6 separate regions of the Mus musculus genome follow, and all the other regions are linked to region 4. The links are chromatin contacts, called in public promoter capture Hi-C maps. All regions are on one chromosome and are shown on one strand. The core of a region is the stretch at or near the end of the contact, and the rest is flanking DNA. Distances in the headings are between cores, read along the strand shown.

Region 1 (3,707 bases), core at 465-2,964, 620 kb before region 4:
CGAAAGCTTGGAGAATCAGTAACATGGCTCCTTACTGAAGGAGATGTTACAGATCTGAATGCAAGACTTTAACTCCTGCTTCAAACCCCGTCTTCTCCACCTACTGGCCACTCACAAAATCGGGACTGCAGCAGACTATCATGAGCTGTATGCGGGTGTCCATAACTTGGTTCTCCAAAGTATCCACACGGATCCTCTCCTCCTCTGTCTCTCCACCTGCAGCACACACAGAACACTCAGCATCCCAACCCAGCCAAGCCAAGGAGATTGCCTGATATGCCCTACCCTGCAGGCAACCCCACTCACACAGGTTGTGCTTCCGGCCAAGGTAGCGCAGGATGGCATTGCTCTGGGTGACCTTGTGTGACCCATCAATTAAGTAGGGCAGCTGGATGGACAAGCAGGGAAGGTCAGATGGGATATGAGGTCCCTCCATCCCTTCCCTGGGTGAGAGCAGACACAGGGCCTGGCACTCAGTGTGCCTGCCATGGGAAGCCCTCCATGGGCACAGTGTGCATTGAATGAGAGAGCTGGGACACAGCCCATCACAGAAACACTGTGCAGCCAACAGGGATGGAGCAGGAGAGCAGAAACACTGATCCTAAACCCTCAGCCAGGCCAGGAGATGAGGTGAGATCACCACGTCTTCCCCAAACCTCCCTTTCCCTGCACTTACATTGGGAAAATCCAGGCCAAGATTGAATTTCTCACTCAGCCACTGGCTTCGGTCAAAGTTGGGGGCTGTGGTGGACAAGAGGATGTGAAAGGATATCAGTGTGGCTGCGTCTGACACTCCAATCTCACTGACCCACCTAAGAAGTCACGAGCAAGATACCCTGGGGAAGGAGAACTGTAACATCTTGCACTAAGTCATTCTCAAGATAAAGAAGAGGGGTGATAAAGAAGGGGACCCTAAGCCCAATGGGACCCCAAAAATGAACCCAGCTCAATTATAAATACAGGTGGGCCCGGAACTCCAGTCTCATTATTGTTGTTTGAGGCAAGATCTCTCAATTATGTAACCAAGGCTTTCCAGAAACTATATGTATAGACCTGACTGCCCTCAAACTCAGAGATCCACCTGTCTCTCTGACTTTCTAGAGCTGGATTTAAAAGCAAGCTCCCACACATTGCCATTCCCAGTGCATAGAAAACCAAACTGCACCCTCAAGAGGTTCCTGGAAGGAGCAGGCTCCTTCCTCCTCCAGTTGTAGGAGGTCTGCAGAGCTGAGGAATTAGGGGCTGGGTACGGGCATCCCTGGGTAAGAGGAAAGCAGGTGTCTGACCAGGAAGGTGTCATTACCATCCCCCATGACATATCTCTTCTCCTCATAGCTTGAATCTGTGTATTCCAGGAGCAAGCGGATGGAGTGAGTCAGCTGGAAGAGAAGGTCACACAAGTTAGAAATGGTAGGACCTTTACTGGATGACTTCATCTTCGCAGATGAATCCTCTCACCCTCCACAAACACAGCCACCCTGCGGTGTGTACACATGCACTCATAGGTGCCCGCCCCTTCACACCTGCAGCCTCCCAAGTTTGTGAGCTCCAGGGTGCTAAGAAAAGTATACATCTGAGAGCCCGGATCACTTTGAACTTCCCGCCTGAGTCCTAGTCCCACCCTCCAGGCAGATCCCCCTCTCACTCCGCGGGTGTTCCAATAGCCCAGTGTCATAGGCATGGCGCTGATGCTGTGGTCTTCTCAGACTGGCTTCAGGTAGGTTGAGCTGGAGAATTTTAAGGAGGTGCAAAGGGAAAGGTGGGTGGGGCCTTGTAAACGGTCCCGCCCTCAATGCCCTAACCCCACTCAGGCACTGCCTTTCCCTTCAATTGTCCTCAGAGACTTTGAACCCGAAGCCCTTTGGCTTCACCCACAGCCCGGGAGAGGGAGAAGTAGGATCCTATGCACCTTCAGGCCTTGGATTCTGAGCAGGTTCACATGAAGGACCTCCTCCCCCCTCAGCCTCTTTAGTGCTTCCTGTCACCGCCCCCTAATGGGTGCCCCCAAACTTGAAAATGCAGCTTTCCATTCCTAGCAGAACTTAGGTTTTCACCCCTATACTGTGGAAATCTCTAGGAGAGAGTCCCAGATCTCAACAGAAGATAAAGTAGGGTGCCCCTCGGGCAAAAGTTTAATTTAGCATTGACAGCTGCCAAGCTCTATTACCCACCACAGCCTTATTATTCACCTAGAATCATAGGACAGTCCATGAGATAGGAAGGACTCCAGAAGAGGAACAATCAGAAAACAAGTACTCCCAGTGTCTTCCTTTAGGAAATTTGGAAACTTCATCATTTGCTCATCAAGCTAGTGACCATATAAGCCAGTCACTATTTTTGGCCATGTTTGTAAGCTAAATCCAAGAACCAGATACCTAGGGCACAAGAGATCTAAGACACCATCACAGTGCAGGGTACCTGGCTGGCAGAACTTCCCATGGGTTGCACTGTGCAAGGGAGCAAAGAATGCACAGCTGGTGTGTGCCATAGAGGGGGAGAGCATGTGCCCTAAGAGGCTTGCTTTCAAGGGACAACAGGATGCTGTACACACGGGATCCTGTGTACACACTTTGCACGGGACACAACGAGCCCAAAGCTAGACCCTCAGCTGTCCACATCCCTAGATGCTAGACCTGGCCCAAACCCCGGACATATGTTTGTATATGACAGGGTTGCTCAAATGATCTTTCAGTTACCCTGAAATATATGCCCTGTAGTCCAACCTTCACAAGGTAAGTGTCCTACCAAGAACACTGTCCTACCTGTCTGCTTTCTTCCTTGGAGGCAACAGACTCTTTCAAAACCAAGAGGATAACATCACCTTGTTTATAAAAACTTATCAGATATAATGAGAAACAAATGACAGAAGAGGAGACTAAAATGAGTTTACAAGTCAAAGGCCAAGGCTGTTGCTCTGCAGGACGTACATTTTGGGATTAAATCATCCTTTACTGGGACTACGGGGTATGAAGGCAACATATCATGTCACCCACATAGGAGCTGTGCAGTGAGGGTGCAGGGGACAAGCAGAGGCCATCTCATCCTAGGACATTAAAGAAACCACATGTTCTGCAAGTCTCTGTGAGGATGCACACACACAGAGCATGTCACTGGGGCTCACAGTACCTGTGGCAAGTGCTGCCTTAGCATTTTACATGTCCACCTGCCCACTTCAGGTTCTCTGAATGGCCACGCTCAGAAAGTACATAAGACCTTAAGGACAATGCCCAGAGTTAAGCTTGCCCACAGAAAGACCATACTATTTACACATGCACAAAATTTCCTGGTTCCATGAGCTCCTAGGATTTAGATCTTTAATCGTTTGCTATCCTAAGGATCTCAGAAAAATGAAATCTTTGGATTTACCTGAAAACTGACTTTTAGGTGTCAAGATGAATTAAAACATTAAGTTTGAAAGACAGGAAAAGAGCAATGAAACAATCTTTACATGGAACAGAAATTGTACCATAGTGTTCATCCAATTTGGTTCTTCCTTTATTAAACAGTCAGTTCCTAGCAAGGAGATCCCATGGATAAGAAGGCCCTTCAGGTTGACTCTGAACTGACTGGTAAAGACCACAAGTTTGGTGGGAATTGTAGAGAGAAATAAATTTGCAAGTATGAATGAGGCACATCAGCAGATTGTCATGCGCTGTGGAAAGTAGAGAAGGAGGAGTGGAAGAAAGCAGAAGGAATCCATACTGTCT
Region 2 (4,075 bases), core at 1,118-3,617, 710 kb before region 4:
AGTACAGCATGTGTTCCGATCAGTAATCCGGGCACAGACAGCGCCTAGTCAGGTGCAAAGCATGACTCAAATAGAATTACAAGATGTCCTCCAAGTGGAGGGTAAAGTGCAACTAGCATTGGGTGGTGGGAGATAAGGTGTATTTACAGCAGGAGCCTGGACTTCAGAGGGCCTCAGCTGCTGTAAGGGGTGCTGAAGTGGTTTGGGTTCAAAAATGAATAACCAAATCCCCACTCAAGGGAGGTCCCCATCCACTCACAGCCAAGGGGGAAGCATGAATAAGAAAAGGGTGGAGGTAAGATGCCAAGTTATTGGACTGTTGTAGCCAGAGGCAGACATTCTGGGGACCTGAAGGAGATGGCCACAGAGTGGGAGAGGAGGAGCCCACCCACGAGGTGATGGGGCTGGCTGATGTAGGGGCTGAAGGAGGAGTAAGGACTGTAGCTCCCCGCTGGGACACACGGAGGTGGGACCACGGCAGAGGAGCCTGGGATGTTTGGAGGGAGGTGATGAACTCAGGTTGTATTTTGAAGCGGCTGTGACTCACAAGTGTGTGTTCTAGCACCTGGCATGGTGCCTGGCAGGAAGCTGAGGAATAAATAAATTGATGATGGATGTTCCCCCAGTCTCTGTAGCCTCATAATTCCAGGGAGATTCTCTCAGGTTCTACTTCCTTCCCACCCAAGCCCCACCTCCTCATTCCATAGTCAGGATTGCTTGGGACCCAAACTGTCTTCCCAAAGAAGCGCCCTTCCCCATCCCTGGGGTGAGTAGCCTGGCCTCTGTATGCCTCCTAATGCCCTGTTTTAGCCAATTTCCATAATACCTAGCACCAAAAAGCTCCAGCCCCAGCCTCGAAACTTCCTAGGCTACAAGGCTCCTGCCTGGTGGACACCCAAAGGACCATGGCGTTCACAATCCTGAGAGTTCCTGGTGTTACAATATCCTTCTCTGCCCAAAGATGTCAGCTAGGTCTCTGTTATGTGTTGAATCCCTGCCCTACCCTGTTTCCAGGTATCCTACAGGAATCCCTGCTGTGCTTACATTGACTTGAAAGACCCTTAGGAAGGACAGGGCCTGGTCTGAGCTGGGAAGAATGAAGTCCTGGTTAGTCACCCAAACCCAGCCTGAGAATGGAATATGATTGGCCTTTAAGAATAAATAAACAAATTAAGGCTATTCAAACCTGAAAGTGGTACAAACCAACAGAAGGCCCAGGGAGGTCTAGGGGGCTAGTTCACACAGGATGGTGGCGAGATGCTGACCAAACAGGCAGTTTGACCTCTAGGCCCCAGAAATTGGCTGCCCAAAGGACCTTCCTGGGGGCTCACAGCAATTCAGTTGGGAGAAGTCCCTCCTAGGTCCAAGCCCTGGACTCTAGGCCATGAGGACAATACTGGATGACTGGGGGAAGCAGGACATCATCTCTCACTTGGTCCTGAGGAAGCCAAGGACACATTCCTGACTGCAGGCTATAGTTATATGATCTGTGGGAGTCTTCTCCACAGATCCTAACCCCAGCAGGGCCTGCGACTCTGTCCCAAGAGGCTTAGCTCCCACATGAGCATCCCTGCCCCTCTCTGCTTCCTTCTACTTCTGCCTTAATTCCTTTGCTGTCTATGTCTGAGCTCCTACATCCAGCTGGGAGTTTCCAGGAGGTAAAAAGTCTGGCCTGCTCCAGGTACCACAGGAGGTTTTTAAACAAAGCAACTTGCAGGAACTAGCAGGTTCTTGAATAGCAAAGGGAGGCCTTAGTTTGAAGGCATCTATTAGGGCCTGGGGGGCATGGGGCAAGGTGAAGAAGAAAGAGTAAAGAACAAGTGTGACCAGAGGGGAGAAGGGACAGGTGGATGTGGCCAGGATGAAATAGCCCTCTTTGTCATACCCAAGTGACCCTGAGCCTACCCCAACTTCTCTGGCAGGCCATGTCCTATTCATGGGCAAGACTTGGGCACACACAATCCCACACTCATGGATGCAGGACAGAAGCATAAAACACACATTCCAACCCAAAGCTTTTCTTGAGCCTATGGTCCATCAGTGGCCTGTCCCTAACTCAGAAACTAGGCTTAGGAGACCACATGTGCCTTCTCTTGTTTGTGGCCCCAGTACCTAATGCTAACCCAGGGGCCTCCCGAGGAGATATGTAAAAGGTAGGGAGATGAGGGGCCACACCTGAGGTCAGAGGCCAACAAGGAAGAAGCTGGAGAGCAGGGGTCTCGGGTAAAGCTCTGGCACCTGTCAGCACAGACACTTCCTCAGGTCCACTACCGTGCTGTGCGGTTGGTGGCCTGAAAGGCCTCTCCACCCTCTAGAGTCCAAAGACCACAGGTGTGGCTTCCTCAAAGCCTGCTTCCTGGCTCTCAGGCCACCTGATCACCAGTAGGTCTCTGCCTGAGGCGCTGGCAGAGAAGCCAAACAGAGCTCCCTCCAACATTAGTGGACCACTGGCTCAAGCATCAGACTCCTTGGGGGACCAAACACCAGGCGGCACTGGCAACCAGGTAAGAGCCTATTTCCAGTGAATAGCAAGGATTGGTGATCCTGGGGCCAACATGGACATCTCGGTGGCTTCCTAGAGTTGGGGCATCTTGCAGTGTCTTCTTAGATTCACGAGCAAGGATTAGCCTCAGGAACTTAGTACCTGCTGGAGACCAGAAAAGGCAAGGAGCTCTAGAAGGCTTTTCCCCTAGGTCAGCCTTGTAAATACCCCTTCCTTGCTCTATACACCTACACAAGGGAGAGCAAAGGCCAATGCCTGGCACTAAAAGGGCCCAGGCAGGTCAAACAGCACCCCCAGCCCTGGGGTGTAGTATCTTTAGTAGTAGCTGTTGAATTATCTCTACCAGCCCACAGGAACACCTGGTGATTTACAGGGACCATTCTGATGTGAAAGACTAGGGCAGGGCTGATCAGAAAAGGGCTCTTTTTTTCCTTCCATTTAGAAGCAGGAATTGAACGCCACTGCCTAGGGAGGCGAGGAAAGGCAGAGGGGAGAGTCAGGCTTCCAACACTCTTTGCTCTTATCTAGGATCGGGGTTTTCCCCACAGGGAACAGAGATTAGCCGCCTCCTCTGTGTTCCCATGATGCTCACTTGGAGAATAATTTTTCCATCTGTGAGTCATCTTATCCACTCTCTGTTATTTTCATAACAGTCCCAATAAATGGGTGTGAGTGCTTCCTTACACTTTGGTCGGGATATTCCAGGGTTACAAAGAACCCTAGTGCGCCAAACAGATCGATGCATGAAGGCACTCAAAACCATGGCCACGGATAACACATTCTCTTGACACATACACACACCCAGCACACACAAATGCTGGACGTTTAACTCCACTCCATTTCAAAAGATGTGTGTTCTAGCCTTCCCCTGCCCCCATGACCCACCACCTAGTGACAGGGACACATTTGTAAGCCACAGAGTTCTGGTTCACTTCCCTATTAAACAGTCAGAGTGACTCTAGGCCTGTTGTCCTCTCGGATAACAGTTTCAGCTCTGGGGTTGTTTTGAGTACTAGCTGGGTCACTGAGGCAAACCCCTTAAAGCTGTGCTCACCAATTGGTGCTGGAGAAGTACCAGTGGATGGATGGAGGTGAAGACTTAAGAGGTAGGGTCAGGAGAGGCTTGGCAGTGGGCTCGGAGTTCTGTCAGGGCTGCGGTGACCACTACTGTTGTCAGAGAGGATTGAGCAATGCTGAAAATACTCTGAGCAGGTGGTGGTTAAAGACAGCTTTACCAGATAGTTGGCTGTGAGCTGCATTTAGAGTTCAGGTGGGGGAGAGTCTCTGGGAGAAAATCTGGAAGCACCAGGAAGAAATGAGGCAGGAGTGGTAGTCAGACATCAGATGAGTGTAGGTCCCAAGCAAGTTCCACAGAGCACACCTCACTCCGTATAAATGTCTGTCTGTCTTCTATCTCTAAATCTGTCTAACATATAGAGACACACATATGCACACACACACAGTCTCTCTCCCAGTCTCTCTCTCACAACACATACACACAAAGTCTCACACACAGTCTCTCTTTTCTCTCTTTCTCTCTCTCTGTCACACACACACACACACACACACACA
Region 3 (4,222 bases), core at 828-3,327, 660 kb before region 4:
AGCTTACTCCACTTTTTCTCATTGTTGGAATGTGTACTATAGAAGCAATGATGATGTAAGACATAACCGAGTAGGAGACATAACCCAGGCCAGAAATGGGTGATCAGAGCTGAGAGATTCTAAACACAGTCTTTACTACCCAGCTACCGACACTGGACTGTGGAGTGTTTGTTCTAGTTGCTGAAGTTCATTGTAAGTGCCATTTGACAAGACTCTATGTTGGCAGGGTGTGTGTGTGTGTGTGTGTGTGTGTGTGTGTGTGTGTGTGTGTACAAGAGTGTGTGTGTACGTGCATGGAAGGTTTGGTTTTGTTTTAGTGCTTTTGATTTTGAGACAGTGTAACCAGGAAGACCGTAACCTTAGTCCTTCTGTCTCAGTCTCCATACTGTGTCACCATGACTCCGCCAGCAGTTCAGAGTATCATCTGTAGGTGAGCAGCGCTAAGACGTTAGATGCTAAGCAAACAGAGCAGATGAGAAGGCAAAGGTACAAGCTCTGGTTCCCCCACCTCATCCAGCCCAGAGCAGGACTCACAAAGTCAGCGTTGTAGCAAAGCCTCGCCAGCACCATGCGGTTGTCCATAAGCTGATTCTCCAGAATATCCACACGGATCCTTTCCTCCTCTGTCTCCCCACCTGTGAAAAACACAGCCCAGACTCACACTCAACATGCCACCCTGGCCAAGCCCAGCTGGTGGCCATCGGTCCCCACCCCTGCAGCCGGCCCCACTCACACAGGTTGTGCTTGCGGCCAAGGTAGCGCAGGATGGCATTGCTCTGCGTGATCTTGTGTGACCCATCGATCAAGTAGGGCAGCTGAATGGACAAGCATGGAGAGTCAGATGGGATATGAAATCCCAGAATCCCTTCCTTGGGTGAGGACAGACACGAGGCCTGGCACTCAGTGTGCCTGCCATGGAAAACCTTCTATGAAAATGCTGCTCACTGAACAGAGAGCTGGGATACAGCCCATCACAGAAAGATGGTGTGGACAACCAGGAATGCGAAGATGAAAGCCAAAGGACTGATCCCATCTGTATAAACAGGGACACCACCACCATCTCCACACCTCCCCTCTCCTGTACTTACGTTAGGAAAGTCCAGGCCCAGCTTGAATTTCTCATTCAGCCACTGGCTTTGGTCATAGTCAGGAGCTGTGGTGGACAAGATAATATGAAATCAAAGGACCCATGTGTTCAAACCCCTTTCCCAAGATTTTCCCAAGGGGTCAGAGACAAGACTCTCCAAAGCAGTGGACCTGCAAGCTGACTCACAAAGTCATACTGCAAGCTTGCAAGGATGAAGATGTTTGTAAGGGCTGTGAGCTTCTTCATCGCTAAAGCTTGTGAAAGATTTAGCCAATTGCTAGAAGAATGGAGCCCAGTTATAAATACAGAGTACACTCAAATCTTTCCTTAGCATCTTCCATTGGCAAATCAAACCACACCATCAAGGGTTTTGGAAGGGGCATGTTACAGCTCCAACAAAAAAGTGTCAGAGCTGAGTGATGAGGTTGGTTGCTGGGCAACAATGGACAGGAGTTGGGCAGGGATCTGACTAGAAAGGATGCAGTCACCATCACCCATGGTGTATCTCTTCTCCTCATAGCTTGAGTCTGTGTATTCCAGGAACAGGCGAATGGCATGGGCTAGCTGTAAGAGACAAGAGATGGTAAAATTCTTTACCCCTTCTACACGAGTCCTCATTCTCTGACCTAGTTTCACTATGTCCATGGATGGACCAGAACACACACACACACACACACACACACACACACACACACACACACACATACACAGCTGCAAGAGCATGCCTCCATTGACTGCACGGATCCTTGTCCCTCCTCCAAGTCCTACTCTGCATTCGGACCCCTCTCTCACCCCACGGATGTCCCAGTAACCCAGTGTCATGGGCATGGTGCCGAGGTCTGAACGGACAGGCTCAGTGTCAATCTAGCCTTGGCTGTTCAGAGAGCTGCCAGAAACGGATTGGCTTCGCTTTGTCAGGTCTTCAGACTGCCCTTCCCCACCTCCCAGTTCCAGCCAATACCGGCATCCAGGAACAAGGCCAGGGCCGCCCCCAGAGCCAAGGCTGCCTGAGCTCCATTGTTATGGTGGTGGCTTGGCTGAGTGCCAAGAGCGAAAGGCGGGGCTGGGTTTGCTAGCTTCTTATTGGTGGTGCTGGGTTTCCGCTGTAGGACTGCTATTTTCTACCCTCTAGTCTAGATGGCAGCAGCATTCCCCAGTGGTGACAGTTCGGAAGGCCTAGGACCTTGACAACTGTGTCCTGAGGGCAAAATTATCTTTTATACTGTGAATACTTAAAGAACGAAGAACTGGAAAACATGATAATACAAATATATTCATGAATGCAAAACAAATTTTTCTGATGAAATTTATTTCATTTAAGTGTGTGTGTGTGTGTGTCCTGGATCACATAGTAAATGATGTATCTGGAGTTTTTTTTCTGTTTTTTATTCTGATATAACATTAATCTTTGAAAAAATTCACAAAAGAAATGAGTGCCCACTTAATCACCTGTATACTGTAGCTGCTTCCTTGTTCGGGTGCCCTCCGCTAAACTCCGCCTTCCTTGGCTTGCCTTTCCCTCTCTCCTGATCTTCCCACCCCCTACCTTTGACTCTTTCCAGCATGAGTACAAAATCTTATAACCAAGAGTCATTTCATTTTCTTTCCCACTAACACCATGCCGGGGATGCGTGAGACCCTGGAGTAGCTGTGATTGATAATCACCTCTGCCGTGCTGCTTCCTGGCCAGGCTTGCACTTGGACCTGTGACTTCTGACAATTGACGGAACATGTTTCTCTTTACAGAGCCTTGAAAGCCTTGTGCCCAATTCCCGAGGAACAAGTGTTCTTTGTCTTATGTTTCTTTTTTATCCTTTTCTCTTTTGCGATGGCTTTAGAGGTTGGCCTTGGGACCCTGTGTAACCCAGGCTGGTCTTGGATTAGGCTCAGTTCTCCTGTCTCAGCTCCCGAGTGCTAAGATTAAGGACATGGAGTGCCACACCTGTCTCTTTTAGGAAGCACCGCCAACTCACTCAGATCTCAACTCTTTTAAACACGTTTTATGTTTATGTTGGTTTCATTTGGTTGTGTTAAAATGTAGCTGAGGGTGAGGAAACCTGCCTTAGTTTGAGATAGCATTGCTCTGATTTTTTTCGACCAACTTTTATTAATGTCTGATCTCAGTGACATTGTGGGGTGGGCAAGTTTCCAGCCACAAGGTACCCTTCATGTTCTAGAGACCCGGTGAAGGCTGCCTGCACTGGGAGGTGTCCTTCTTAGTCCGCTTGGACCCCTGTGAACCAGGCTCTATTAGGGTCTCCAGACAGTCCTTAGAGGCAATAGTGAAAGCTGGAATGGCAGTCAAAGCAAGTGTGACTCAAGCCTTATGGGGACCAGACAGGCTCCCATATGCAGAGACCTCACTGGGGTATACTGCAGATAAGACCTGCCTCTGTTACACACGTGTTGCAAGTACAGAGCCTAAAGATGATGGGCTCCCCCAGCTCCTCAGCACAGCACAGCACAGTCACTGCTGGACAGGACAGTGAAGCCAACTTCAGGGACGGCCACTTCAGGAGGCCACTGAGTTGAAGGAAAAGGAGCTGGGGCAAGAATGGGGCAGGGATTAGGGAACAGCAAGATGGTGCCAGAGTAGCAGGGGGATGACTGCGACTGAGACTTTAGGGCTCCCATTCTGTCCCCTCTCTGCCTGTCTTCCCACAGGACACCCTGCCACTCCTTGCCTTCACAGACACGACCATTTCTCACAGGGAACATCCTTGCTGGTTTACACAGAAACGTCCTGTAACCAGACAAAGACGTCCATGACAGGCCAGTGCAGCAGGACAGAGAGCCCAGACCTGAGCCAGGGACCCAGCAAACCCAGGATCAAATGCACAAGGGGAGGAGGGCCAGCTAAGGATGCTGAGCCAGCTCTAATTGTTCTCTTGCAAGTAGAGGTCCAACCCGCTCTCTGTGGAGCCTCAGGTCAATCTCACTGAGTCCCAAAGCTGCCTCATATCCAGCCCTGCTCCATGGGGCCATGCAAAGAGACACTGGGAGTGTTTGTTCCATCTTACCAGGAGAGCCTGCTCAGATAATTTCTGCAGGGTTCAGAGACCTACTGCTGAGGGTTATCAAGAAACCAGGTACAGTGGGCCTTGGGCTGCAGCCCTCAGCTCTCCAGTTCATCCC
Region 4 (3,742 bases), core at 850-3,349:
TGGTCTCTTTAGAGCAATAGAATAGTGACTAAGATACTATATGATTTTCTTCTAGGATTTAGGTGAACTGGGCAATTGATGTTTTGAAGTTCAGATATTTTAATTTCTCCCTGAAATTAAAAATGTTCTCTCTACAACTTTTAAACTACGACTTATCTTTTTGGGTTTCCCTCCTCCTCCCTCTCCTCCTCTCCCTCCTCCTCTCCCTCCTCCTTCCTCTTCTCCCCCTCTTCTGTGCATGTGTATATGTGTATGAAGCCAGAATTGATAGTGCTTGACTCTGATCACTCTTCATCCTATTCATTAAGGCAACGTTTCTCCTTGACAGAGTTTGACAGTTAGTCAGCTTGTGTCCCTCACTCCCATGATCCATCTCTGCTTCTGAAGCTCCGGGTTTACAGGTGGCCACCAGCCTTGAATAACTACTGATGATCCAAACCCTGTTCTTCATGACTGCATGGCAAGCACTAACCACAGACCCATCTCTGCAGTCCCATCTTATTTTGAGACAGACTCTTACTATGTAGCTGGGCTCAGACTGGCCTCCAATCTGCAATACTCTTTATCCTGCTGGAATTACAGGCATGCACCAACATACTTGGTCTTTAAAGTATTGTATTTATTTATTGGATATGTTATGTGCATACACAATGCTGTGACTCACCTGGCCATTTATCTTGAACTGGATTTTTTGTCTGTTTGTTTTTGAGGTCCCAGCCTTTGCTGGCTGGAACTCATTATGTAAACCAGGCCAGGTAAATCTCTCATAAGTCTACCTCTGCCTCCTGAGTTCTGGATTCTTTATGCTAAGGTTCCTGGAGGTTCAGCTCCTTGAGCAGTACGTATCTGGGGGAATACTACTACACAAATGTGTAGGAGTGAGGTTACTACTGTAAATAAAAGGGCAGTTCAAAACAGCAGCCTTGTTAAGTGCTTCAAGATAGGATTAGCTTTACACATGGAGAGCCTGGAAGGGGATGGTTTTCATGGAGGGAGATGGAGTACGGAAAAGGGCAAGGAAGGAGTATTTATTTCACTTAAGCTTTATTAGTTAATCGTTGGAGTAGAATTAAGAGTCAAACCCAGTGCACAGAAGACATTTGGAAGTGTCAGACAGGTTGTCCTAGCTACTTTTTTTATTGATGTGATGAAACACCACGACCAAGGCAACTTATAAAAGACAGCATTTAATTTTTAGCTCAGGGTTCCAGAGGGTTAGTTCATGACGGTCTTGGCAGTGAATGTGCCAGCAGACAGGGAGGCCTGATGCTGGAGCAGTTGCTAACAGCTTACACGTGATCCACAAGCACCAGACATAAAACGAAGAAAAGGCTGGCTTGGGACTGGAGAGATGGCTCAGCGGTTAAGAACACTGACTGCTCTATTTGGAGGTCCTGAGTTCAAATCCTGACAACCACATGGTGGCTCACAACCATCCATAGTGAGATCTGATGCCCTCTTCTGGGGTGTCTGGCGACAGCTACAGTGTACTTACATATAATAAATAAATCTTACAAAAAAAAAAAAAAGCCAGAAAGGACTGGCTCTTGAAACCTCCAAGACCACCCTCAGTGACATCTCTTCCAACTTGTTCACACCTAATCCAGTGGTTCTCAACCTTCCTAATGCTGCGACTCTTTAATACAGTTGCTCATCTTTTGGTGGCCTCCTCACCCCCAGCCATAAAATTATTTTCGTTGCTACTTCAGACCAGTTGGTTACTGCTATGAATTGAAATTATATGATATGTTACCCTCCTAGGAGGTGTTGGGACCCATACGTTGAGAACTGCTATCCTTATCTTTTCCTGTCAGTCCAGTAACTGGGGACAAGCATTCAAATGCATGAGTATGGGGGCAATTCTCATTCAAACTACCACACCTGTCCACGCTATTTTGGGACATAACATAGCGTCACCCGAAGGTTCTGGGCCTACATTCTCCTTACAGTCATCTCCTAAACCATAAGAGCAGAGAAGGCGAGGGCCAGGAGCCTCCAGGCGTCAGTCTTAGATTCTGCCCGCCCCCGTGTTAGGCCCCGCCTCTAGGCCCCGCCCTACCCTCCTGGGCTGGCCCAGCCGACTCTTCTGCTCAGGCACCTGCCTAGCCGCCTCGCGAGGAGGGGTCCTGAGGCGGCTCCAGGGACGAGCAGTGATTGGCTGCAGCTGGCGGCTGGAGCTCCGTTCCAGCGGCGCTTGACAACCGCAGTCCGCGGAGCGGAGCGGTCGGAGGCGGGATCGGGGCGGACGCGAGCAGGACCGGCTGACGAGCTGATGGATTGACGTGCGGGCTGCTTAGCCCAGACCGCCGCCCTCGCGCTCGCGCCTTAGACTGGAATTGGCTGTCTCGGGGCTCTGGCCGCCGGCCTCTCCTCCGCGTTTTCCTCCACCGCTTCTGCCGGCTCCGCCCGGAGCTCTCAGGTGAGCGGATTCCAGGAGGCGGGGGCGGGCCGCCGTGCACCGTGGGTTGCCATGGTCACCCGTCGCCACCTGTCACTAGCCTGATGCGGCGCAGACCCCACAGCCCCTTGGGCGGCGTTCGCAGCCGGGAGGAGTGTCTTGGGTAGGCTTTGGTGGCGACTGCGAGAAGATGGGATGCGGGCGAGGCCCGGGTGTCTCGGGGACAGGACCTGGGACCCGCCAGGCAATCTATCCAGGCCGCCACTGCTGGACCACACCTTCCCCTACTTGCCAGTCTGATTCGGGCGGCTGGGCGATGCCCCTCGCCCTGGTATGGAGTATCCACCTCGCCGCTGCTGAGGGGCGCGAGGAGGGCTGACTGGGCTGCATCTGCCTCGCCCCTCTATTGGGCTGGGGCGAGACTGAGGGCTGCGCGCTGGTCCCTTTCCCTGCTCGCCTTGGCCGGCGAATGGGTAGGGAGTGGCGGGGTTGAGGGTTTGTGGGGGATCCGGGTTTGCCCTTTCTGACGCCAGGCCAGTGGCTGTTAGGAGCAGTCCTGTGGGGTCTGGGAGGGTGGGGACAGGGGCATCGACTGAATTTCGAACGTGATTTGTTCCCGGGGACGCCTGCGTAAGACACCGGAGGTTATGGAACTCAGAGGGTTAAGCTGCTTAGCTGTATTGGGGAGAAAAAGATTGGGGCTCTAGCTCTGGGACGACGCCTTTGGCAAAGGGGTAGGAACCAAGTAGGCAGCGGCAGTATTTGACCTGATGATTTCCCCCCTGTACATCCAGACATGCAGCTAGTAACTACGAAGGGTGTCGTCTGAGGGGAGCTTTTTTTTTTTTTTTTTTTTTTTGGCAACTTGGTTCTCACTGCATAATGAGAGGAGAAGTCTTTGTTCCACCCAGATTCATCGGTTGAAATCCTGACACTTAGTTTCCCCCCTTTGTTGTAGAGAGTTCATAGAATGCTATAAAAAGTTAATGGCACAGGAATTAACATACAGGTTTAAAAGGGCTGTAAATCTTTTTCACAGATAATACCACTTCTTTTTTTTGGGGGGGGGTCTCAAGTGTTGGCATATGTTATGTTAGCATTTTACTAGAAAGGAGAAACGCCTAGCAGTCGAATTTTCTTTATATGGCACATTCTGGAGGTCTTATTTAGGTGGGAGATATAACGAATCATTGTGCATTAAGGTTTGGAGGAGGGGGAGGAACATTGCTTCCAACAACAAAGTAACACGTAAATGGGAAAGACAAGGAAATAATCCATAACAGTATATGTAAGGCAAACAACCAGATCATGAACTTGAATTGGGCTGCCATTACTGAGTGTGTG
Region 5 (3,710 bases), core at 854-3,353, 830 kb before region 4:
AAAGTTAGTCCTGAGTGGGAGTGGCAGCCCGGGTCTCCTGAACCCCAGTCTCAGAACCTGTTAAAGGAAATGACTGCAGAAGATGACTCTGGCCCAGGCTGGTATCACTCAGCCTGTCAGTCCATGTGTGTATGGTATGAAGGAAAGGACCCGGGAATGGAGATGTTCAGAAATATCTCAACCCAGGAATTTCAAGCCATTGATGTTTGGAGATAGCAAGATAAAGACATTACTTCAGGGCTACCTGGCTTTTGGTGGCATTTCAAGCATGCACAGAAATAATGCACAGCTGCTGGCTTCAAAGATGACCAGCCACTCCTGGATCTGGCTCTGTAACCCCAATGCTGCCATAGACAGGGATACAGATGGACACCCAAGGGTTAATACTCTAGCCTGCATCTGGCTGGACAGGCTCTTCCTGGCTTGCTTCTTCCTCCCACCCACTGCCTCAGCCTCTGACTATGAGAGCAGCCTGGAAACTGCGGCAGTCTCTGAGCACTTCAAGACATCATGTTCCATTTTCCAATCAGTACAGTCTGCAGACAGAGACCCGGCCTGACTGCCTGGCTGAACCTCGGCCTCCTCTCTTTCCTCTTATGTCTCCTTGTAGTCTTTCTTTTCTTCCCTCTTCTCTCTTTATGCTTGTTGCATGTGGGATAACTTCCTCCCTTCCCCTCCTCCTAACCCCACCTTCTGCCTCTCACTGAGCCCCTCTCTCTGCTGTTCTACTTTTCTCTCCTCCCAGACACCTGCAACGCGCTGCCCATCACAAGTTCGGTTCCTACCCTCCAGGTTTTCCCTCTCATTCTCTTCTGAAGCAAACCCACTTGCTGTGGATTGAAAGTACCATCCTTCACTCTGTAAGAGCCATGCTATCATCTGCTGCCATTACTGGAGACAGCTTCTGAGCAGCCCATTATCAGCTGCAGCTCTGAACTCTCCTTGCACTTTCTTTCCTCAGTCAGCCGCAGAGTCTAGAATAGCCCCATCTCATTTTCTTCAAGAAAAGATTCGGGTCCAGCTCCCCTCAAAGAGCCACCCAAGTCCCTAATAGTTCCTACACATCCATTGAACAAGTAGCAGCATGCCCATCTCTCTCTCTCTCTCTCTCTCTCTCTCTCTCTCTCTGCCAACAGGTTGCTCAGCACAGGTCCTGGTGTAAAGCTGAGTGAGCCTGAATTTTCCCTACCCTGAAGGCCCACTCCCAACTGGGGCCTAAAACATGTGCAACAACCAAAGAAAGATATCTACTGGGGATGATGCCACACTCGGATCTTGTGTCACTCGGAACCTGGAGACCTGGTTGACCATTCTGGCAGACATTGGGCCTGTGCCAATCCCTGCGATACCCCCCCCCCCCAGACCCCCATCTCTCTCTCCAGCCTGTGGGTAGCTCAGTGTTCTCCTCCGTGCAATGGGATGAGCAGCCTTCTCTTTACCTCGCAAAGCGCTGCAGCCCCAGGAGCAGCTATTGAAATACCGCGGGCCTCAGCCGTAGCTTAGAAGCAGTAAGGAAGCCAGAACCCAGGGCCGAGAAGCCTGGGCAGCTGGCGAGAAGGGGCTGTCCGCTCCAAGTGGCCCCGCAGAGCCGCCTGCTGCTTGCTGCAGAGCTCCTGCCCCAGCCCGGCCCGGGCCCCGCGCGCCACGGTTGCAGCTTACCGAAGAAGGGCAGCGCCCCGCGGCGCCCCGCGCGGTCATACGGGCAGCTGGGTCCCGGCACGGCGTGTTGGCCGCCCTGGTTCGCTCGCTCCCTTGCTCGCTAGTGGCTGAAGAGCCCGCGCCCCGGTCGAGGGCCACGCCGCTGTCCTGGGATGCAGAGAGCCGCAGCGACACCGAGAGCACCGAGGCAAACTTTCACTTTCCCCTGGCCGAGCTTCGCTGGCCAGCCCTCGGCACAGCCTTTTAAGCGGGCGGGCTGGCGGGGCATGTGGTTTATGGGAAATCACCCTGGCTCTCCGCCAGACACACACAGACATACACACACACAAACACACTCACAGGCACTGACACATACTACACCCCAGAGGCCCACTGAGCCGCCGACTCCCTTCCCCCAAGCGGGCCGCCTGGTCGTCCCCGCTAGCTCTCTTCCCCGTCGCTCTGTGGCTGTGCAGCCTCCTCAAAGTAACCCGGGCTCCACCGCCCTCCCCCGCCCTTCTCGAGCTCTGGACAAGACACTGCCTTTCCTTCTGTGCTCGCCACTCTTGTCAATCTCGTGTGATTGTTCTCGGTCTAATGCTGGCCCCTAGGGACTTTCCCTCAAGGCCCGAAAATCCTCAAATCTGAGCAGGAAACGGACAGAGTACATTGAACAGGACTTGAATGGGGATGGACCAACGCCTCTCTGCTGCAGCTCCATTCAAGTCCCTCATGGAACCCAGGGCAGCAGGTTTGCAGATTGGCTTGCTCCCTCCTATGCATTGTTCAAAGAATCTACTATACTACTATACTATCCTCTCCCCTGGCTGTAGGGAGAAGTGGGGAGCATCCAGCTACCTGGGTAGGAGAGGAAGGACTTGGTCCTGTGACAACTAGCTGGGTGTTTCTGCACTCTGCCAGGAGACACTTCAGGTGCTTAACCTGAAAGCACTGGCTGGCCCCCTGCTCCTGGGCTGCCAAACCCAGCTTATGTGGAAAGGTTGGTGTGCCTGGACTCTAGATTTCCCTCAACTCTGTTGGAAATGCATTTGTGCAATCACATTTTGTCTTTACATGAGAATGGATCTAGATTAACCTATCAAGAGGAGCCTATTAATTATATTGCCAACGTCAGGATCTTTTTCTTCCTTCCATTTATCCTGATTCAATGTGTTTCAATCCCGTCATGCCCAGATGAGTGGTCTGGTCTCAAAGGGGCACTTTTGTCACGTGTCCTCCATTTCCTTGCACTACCTAGCTCAGAGCAACAACGTCCCTCATAAACCTTTGCTCAGGCTGCTTCCTCGGACATGAAGTCTTCCTTTCCCCCATCCATCTTAAGGTGAATGTCTCACCTTTTAAGGTTATAATCACATCTTATCCTTGTCTTGCAAAGCCTTCTGGGATGCTTCAGGCTGATGGATAATTCCTTCTTTCTGTGTTCCCACTGGACGCAACCCATTCCTCCCAGTTAAGTTGGCATTCATTCATTCATTCATTCATTCTCTACATTATTTTAAACTGGTGGTTCTCAACTTGTGGGTGGCAACCTCTTTGGGGGGTCACAAGTCAGATATCCTGCATATCATATGCTTTACATTATGATTCATAACAGTAGCAAAATTACACTTGTGAAGTAGCAATGGAATAATTTTGTGGTTGGGGCGCCACCACAACATGAGGAACTGTATTGAAAGGTCTCAGCATTGAGAAGGTTTAGAACCACTGAATACTAGTGATAGTAGTGATTACGTTTAGAATCACTGAATACTAGTGATAGTAGTGATTACGTTTAGAACCACTGAATACTAGTGATAGTAGTTATTACGTTTAGAATCACTGAATACTAGTGATAGTAGTGATTACGTTTAGAATCACTGAATACTAGTGATAGTAGTGATTACGTTTAGAACCACTGAATACTAGTGATAGTAGTGATTACGTTTAGAACCACTGAATACTAGTGAGAGTAGTGATTACGTTTAGAACCACTGAATACTAGTGATAGTAGTGATTACGTTTAGAATCACTGAATACTAGTGATAGTAGTAATTACGTTTAGAACCACTGAA
Region 6 (4,148 bases), core at 799-3,298, 700 kb before region 4:
CTCACAAAATCCTCAGTAACACTGAGTATGAAAGCAAAACTTTTACCTCAAAGGAAGGGGGTGGGGGGAGAGGGAGGGAAAGGCCTTCAGAGTTGTTAGGGGCAAGGTAGCCAATTCAGAAAAGTTAAGGTCTTCGAATGGAAGGAGCCACTATCCCATTGGCCTTGGCCCATCTTAAAGCTGAAAACCAGGGGAAATCTATAGGATTAGGAAAAAAAATGTGCTCTACCCCAGTGTTCACCTACCTTCATAGAAAAGACTGTGGCAAGGTAAGAGGCTCTAAAGTTAGCCAAGCACAGGGAGCCAGCAAAACTAATGTTTTAGGCCATCCTCAGTCTGCATCCTGGACCATCCAGGGAACTTGAGTGGTCCATCAATCTTCTCCAAGCTTCAATTCCTTGTTCTATAAACTGGGCAGAACACCTAATCACAAAGTTATTTAGCCTGAATTGGGATATATCATGAAACAAGTAGAATACTTAGACTACTCTAGAAGTTTTAGACTCGTGGCTCAAGTTAATTTGTTGCTGGCTTTTGTTTTCTTGGGAGGAATCAACCCAGGCATTATACAGTCACATGTCTCTGTACCATTTCTTCTTTATTTTAGAAAAATGTCCTTTTACAAAGTCTGAAGTTTGAGTCAGTTAAACTAACGGGGAGACATAATTTCCCACACCCAGACTTGGGGCTCCGGGAGGCCTGGTGTCTTAGTCAGGATTTCTATTCCTGCACAAACATCATGACCAAGAAGCAGTTGGGGAGGAAAGGGTTTATTCAGCTTACATTTCCACATTGCTGTTCATCACTGAAAGAAGTCAGGACTGGAACTCAAGCAGGTCAGGAAGCAGGAGCTGATGAAGAGGCCATGAAGGGCTGTTCCTTACTGGCTTGCTTCCCCTGGCTTGCTCAGCCTGCCCTCTTATAGAACCCAAGACACCCAGCCCAGGGATGGTCCCACCCGCAAGGGGCCTTTCCCCTTTTGTGCTGTTTTACTCCACAATATGCTTATCATTTTCCGACTAACTTGTGGATCCTGAGCATCAGAATGAGGTTACCTGGGGCTGGAGAGATGACTCAGCAGTTAAGAGCACCAACTGCTCTTCCAGAGGTCCTGAGTTCAATTCCCAGCAACCACAAGGTGGCTCACAACAGTCTATAGTGGGATCCAATGCCCTCTTCTGGTGTGACTGAAGAGAGAGAGCGACAGTATACTCACATATATAAAATGAATAAATAAATCTTTTTTAAAAGATGAGGTTACCCTTAGTGGAGTTGTGTTTTAAATGTAAGGTACTAAAACAAAAAAATAGAAGACATCTCAATAATTTTCATACTACATTCTGAAACAGTATATATTGGGCTACGTAAGTATACTATGGATTCATTGCCTCCTTAAAAAAAAAAAAACTAGAAGCAAACCATTTAAAAACAATCATATGTCTGTCTTGCATTATACTGCTAGTGAACATTATGATCTAGATCCTATACACTCCCCACAGAGCAGAGAGAAAACACTCACACCCTCTGTCTGTCTGGCTGTCCATACCCTTTGCAACCTGCCCCAAATGCTTAATGTTTTGACTCCTCCCATAAACCAGCCTAACTCGACAGCACCTGCTGTTTATCTTGCATAGCTATTTGTCACCTTTCGGTGTTTGCTCTACCCTCCTCTTTCCTGGAGTGTCCTTTGAGGCATTTCCAATGTGCATGACCTATCCTTTTTCACAGTGGACCTGTTTAGTGTCCCCAGCCTCCCTCAGTCTTCACAGAGCCATTTGTATCTTACATAGAAAATGTTTCTATCCCCAAAGTACCTTATACCTGAATCGTTTCCTACCTCGTAGTTTTATGTGCCAGCTCAACTGTGCAACATGACTCACGCTTCCCGGGTAACTAAGGTCCAGGCCCCCACTGCCAGAAGAGTAGATGAAGCATCAACAGCCCTGGGAGAAGTTCACACCGGAGGATTTCAGGAGCCGCAGCAGCTGCGCCTGCGCACCGCCCACTGACCACGCGGAGGGCGGGTGGAGCATAGAGCGAGAGAGGAGGAGACAGTTCGGTCGCGTCAGCCCGGCCCACAGCGTCCAGTATAAAGTTAGCCGCCCACAGTCCATCGCTGTATCCCCGAAGGGGCTAAGATCGCCCAAAATGTCATCCAAGTCTATGGTTCTGGGTTACTGGGATATCCGCGGGGTGAGTGGTCCCTCGCCAGCCCAGCCTCTGGGACAGAGAGGTGCAGGCGGCCGGGCGGGGGTCAGGGGCCGGTGGGCCGATCTCCAGCCTACCTATGGGGTCCCCAGGACTGTGGGTAGAGGAATAAGGTACTGGAAGTTCCCGGGCGTGAGCGAAGGGGCTGCCTAAGGACAATTTCCCTGGACAGGACGCAGGAGCTTGGCAGCGTTGGGTTGGGGACATTGACGGAGGGGGCCTGCGAGCAAGTGGGCACTGCGCAGGCGCGCTGACCGGGGTCTTTCTCCATCCCCTGCTTTTAGCTGGCTCATGCTATCCGCATGCTTCTGGAGTTTACTGATACCAGCTATGAGGAGAAACGGTACATCTGTGGGGAAGGTAATGAATGTCTGTGGGTGCGCTACAGTTGTTTTTTACCCAGAGGGTTGTACCACACCAAGATGGTGTGGGACCCCCTGCTCCTGTAAGCTGGGAACTTTGCCAAGAGAGGCCCATAGAGTTATCTCTTGCTGTTCAGGCCCATCTTTGCAGAAACTCAAGGGTTAGTTTTTGGGGATTGGGAACTTGAGATAACAGGTCTAAGTCTCAGCTAGGTCGGTAACGGGCTTGGGTCCCACTTCTCTCTTACAGCTCCTGACTATGATAGAAGCCAATGGCTGGACGTGAAATTCAAGCTAGATCTGGACTTTCCTAACGTAGGTGGTTTTGGAGGAGTGGGCAGAAGGGAAGGCCTTCAAGTGTATCTGTTTTCACTTCATCTCTGGCTTGGGAGCATCTAGATAGAGACTCTTCACGTTTATAGAATGGATAGAATTCAAGGGTCATTGAACAGAACTGAGAATAACATTTTATTTCCTACTAACGTCTGAGAAACACTAATATTCTCCTCTTAAAGGCAGGCTATAAGAGACATGAGTTGATAGCCAGGTCTGTGACTTTATCACTGATAGATTCCAGGTATTTTCATGGTATCCTAAATGTATCCTCATGTGTCCTGGTTGTTAAAACACCTATTTTTTTTTTAAATGTATCCATAATCACCCTACTTTTACATACTTTAAGGTATAAAATATTTACATTTTGCTTTTTAAACGTCTATATGCCACACATACATTCACAGTGACACACAGGATTAAGCACCCTTGTCTAGAGTCAGGTGAGGACCCAGTGCTACTTTCTATTTATTTAGTTATTTCTCCTGGCTTCTACTCTCACACACCTTGCAAGTCTTCTCTTTTCCAGAGGAGTGGCGGTCCTGGAGGACTAGGTTCACATTAACTTTCCCCTTCTAGCTGCCCTACCTCATGGACGGGAAGAACAAGATCACCCAGAGTAACGCCATCCTGAGATACATCGCACGCAAGCACAACATGTGTGAGTGGGCTGAAGGGGATAGGAGGGAGGAGGCAGTTGGCTCACCTGGAGGTTGGCAATCCTGAGGGTGATTTGTTGCCATCTGGCTGCAGGTGGTGACACTGAAGAAGAAAAGATACGAGTAGACATCATGGAGAACCAGATCATGGACTTCCGCATGCAGCTGGTTCGCCTCTGCTACAATTCTAACCACGTAAGTTTCCTCATCTGGAATCACCTTTGTTGGGTTTCAGGCCAAAGTGCTAAGGATTATTCTGCTCGCTTCTATGGTTGCCATCTTTCTATCAACCCAAACTGGAAGGATTAGAAACAGACTCTATTTTTTGGTGTGGTTTGTCCTGTAAGTCTGGTGTTAGCTCCTCCTCCTTTCCAAAGCCCCAGCTCTCCATCCTGCCTTCTCCAATTAAAGGCAGAAAGAAGCTGCCTAGAGTGTGTCCATCACTGGTCCAGGCCCTGACTATAGCTATTGGGGGAAGGGGCCAGTGTGTGTAGAAGTCCAAAGACTTCTACATTAATGTGGGACCTGGGAATCAAACTCTATTCACCCCCATTGAGCCATGTGTTGACCCAACAATAGCTATTGC

The links. Promoter capture Hi-C pulls out the DNA fragments that hold promoters and counts their contacts.
Region 1: a contact with region 4 is called in a promoter capture Hi-C map of liver, with 3 times the contacts expected there. The contact joins the promoter of Gstm3 here to the promoter of Wdr47 in region 4. A contact is called at or near these places in 2 of 39 promoter capture datasets (both in liver).
Region 2: a promoter capture Hi-C map of liver shows a contact between it and region 4, with 3 times the contacts expected there. The contact joins the promoter of Eps8l3 here to the promoter of Wdr47 in region 4. A contact is called at or near these places in 5 of 39 promoter capture datasets (hippocampal neurons, liver, pre-B cells and 1 more).
Region 3: a promoter capture Hi-C map of liver shows a contact between it and region 4, with 4 times the contacts expected there. The contact joins the promoter of Gstm7 here to the promoter of Wdr47 in region 4. A contact is called at or near these places in 4 of 39 promoter capture datasets (hippocampal neurons, liver and neutrophils).
Region 5: a contact with region 4 is called in a promoter capture Hi-C map of liver, with 2.6 times the contacts expected there. The contact joins the promoter of Csf1 here to the promoter of Wdr47 in region 4. A contact is called at or near these places in 3 of 39 promoter capture datasets (liver and pre-B cells).
Region 6: a contact with region 4 is called in a promoter capture Hi-C map of liver, with 3 times the contacts expected there. The contact joins the promoter of Gstm5 here to the promoter of Wdr47 in region 4. A contact is called at or near these places in 3 of 39 promoter capture datasets (hippocampal neurons and liver) and 1 of 115 datasets of contacts at active chromatin or transcription factors (pancreatic cancer cells).

The regions. Positions count from the first base shown.
Region 1 is chr3:107,967,460-107,971,166 of GRCm38.p6, forward strand. Gstm3 (glutathione S-transferase, mu 3) reads right to left here and starts at 1,715. Exons shown (of 8, transcript NM_010359.2): 1 at 1,646-1,715; 2 at 1,304-1,379; 3 at 677-741; 4 at 307-388; 5 at 116-216. The coding sequence starts at 1,681.
Region 2 is chr3:107,874,863-107,878,937 of GRCm38.p6, forward strand. It overlaps Eps8l3 (EPS8-like 3), which reads left to right and starts at 2,368. Exons shown (of 19, transcript NM_133867.2): 1 at 2,368-2,504.
Region 3 is chr3:107,929,740-107,933,961 of GRCm38.p6, forward strand. Gstm7 (glutathione S-transferase, mu 7) reads right to left here and starts at 2,078. Exons shown (of 8, transcript NM_026672.3): 1 at 1,880-2,078; 2 at 1,576-1,651; 3 at 1,089-1,153; 4 at 734-815; 5 at 535-635. The coding sequence starts at 1,915.
Region 4 is chr3:108,589,179-108,592,920 of GRCm38.p6, forward strand. Wdr47 (WD repeat domain 47) reads left to right here and starts at 2,100. Exons shown (of 15, transcript NM_181400.3): 1 at 2,100-2,419.
Region 5 is chr3:107,758,366-107,762,075 of GRCm38.p6, forward strand. Csf1 (colony stimulating factor 1 (macrophage)) reads right to left here and starts at 2,104. Exons shown (of 9, transcript NM_007778.4): 1 at 1,660-2,104. The coding sequence starts at 1,698. The region is part of intron 1 of Gm40121 (a long non-coding RNA gene); the gene reads left to right.
Region 6 is chr3:107,893,806-107,897,953 of GRCm38.p6, forward strand. Gstm5 (glutathione S-transferase, mu 5) reads left to right here and starts at 2,049. Exons shown (of 8, transcript NM_010360.2): 1 at 2,049-2,193; 2 at 2,493-2,568; 3 at 2,821-2,885; 4 at 3,483-3,564; 5 at 3,657-3,757. The coding sequence starts at 2,149. 4933431E20Rik (RIKEN cDNA 4933431E20 gene) reads right to left here and starts at 2,408. Exons shown (of 3, transcript NR_015459.1): 1 at 1,838-2,408; 2 at 246-423.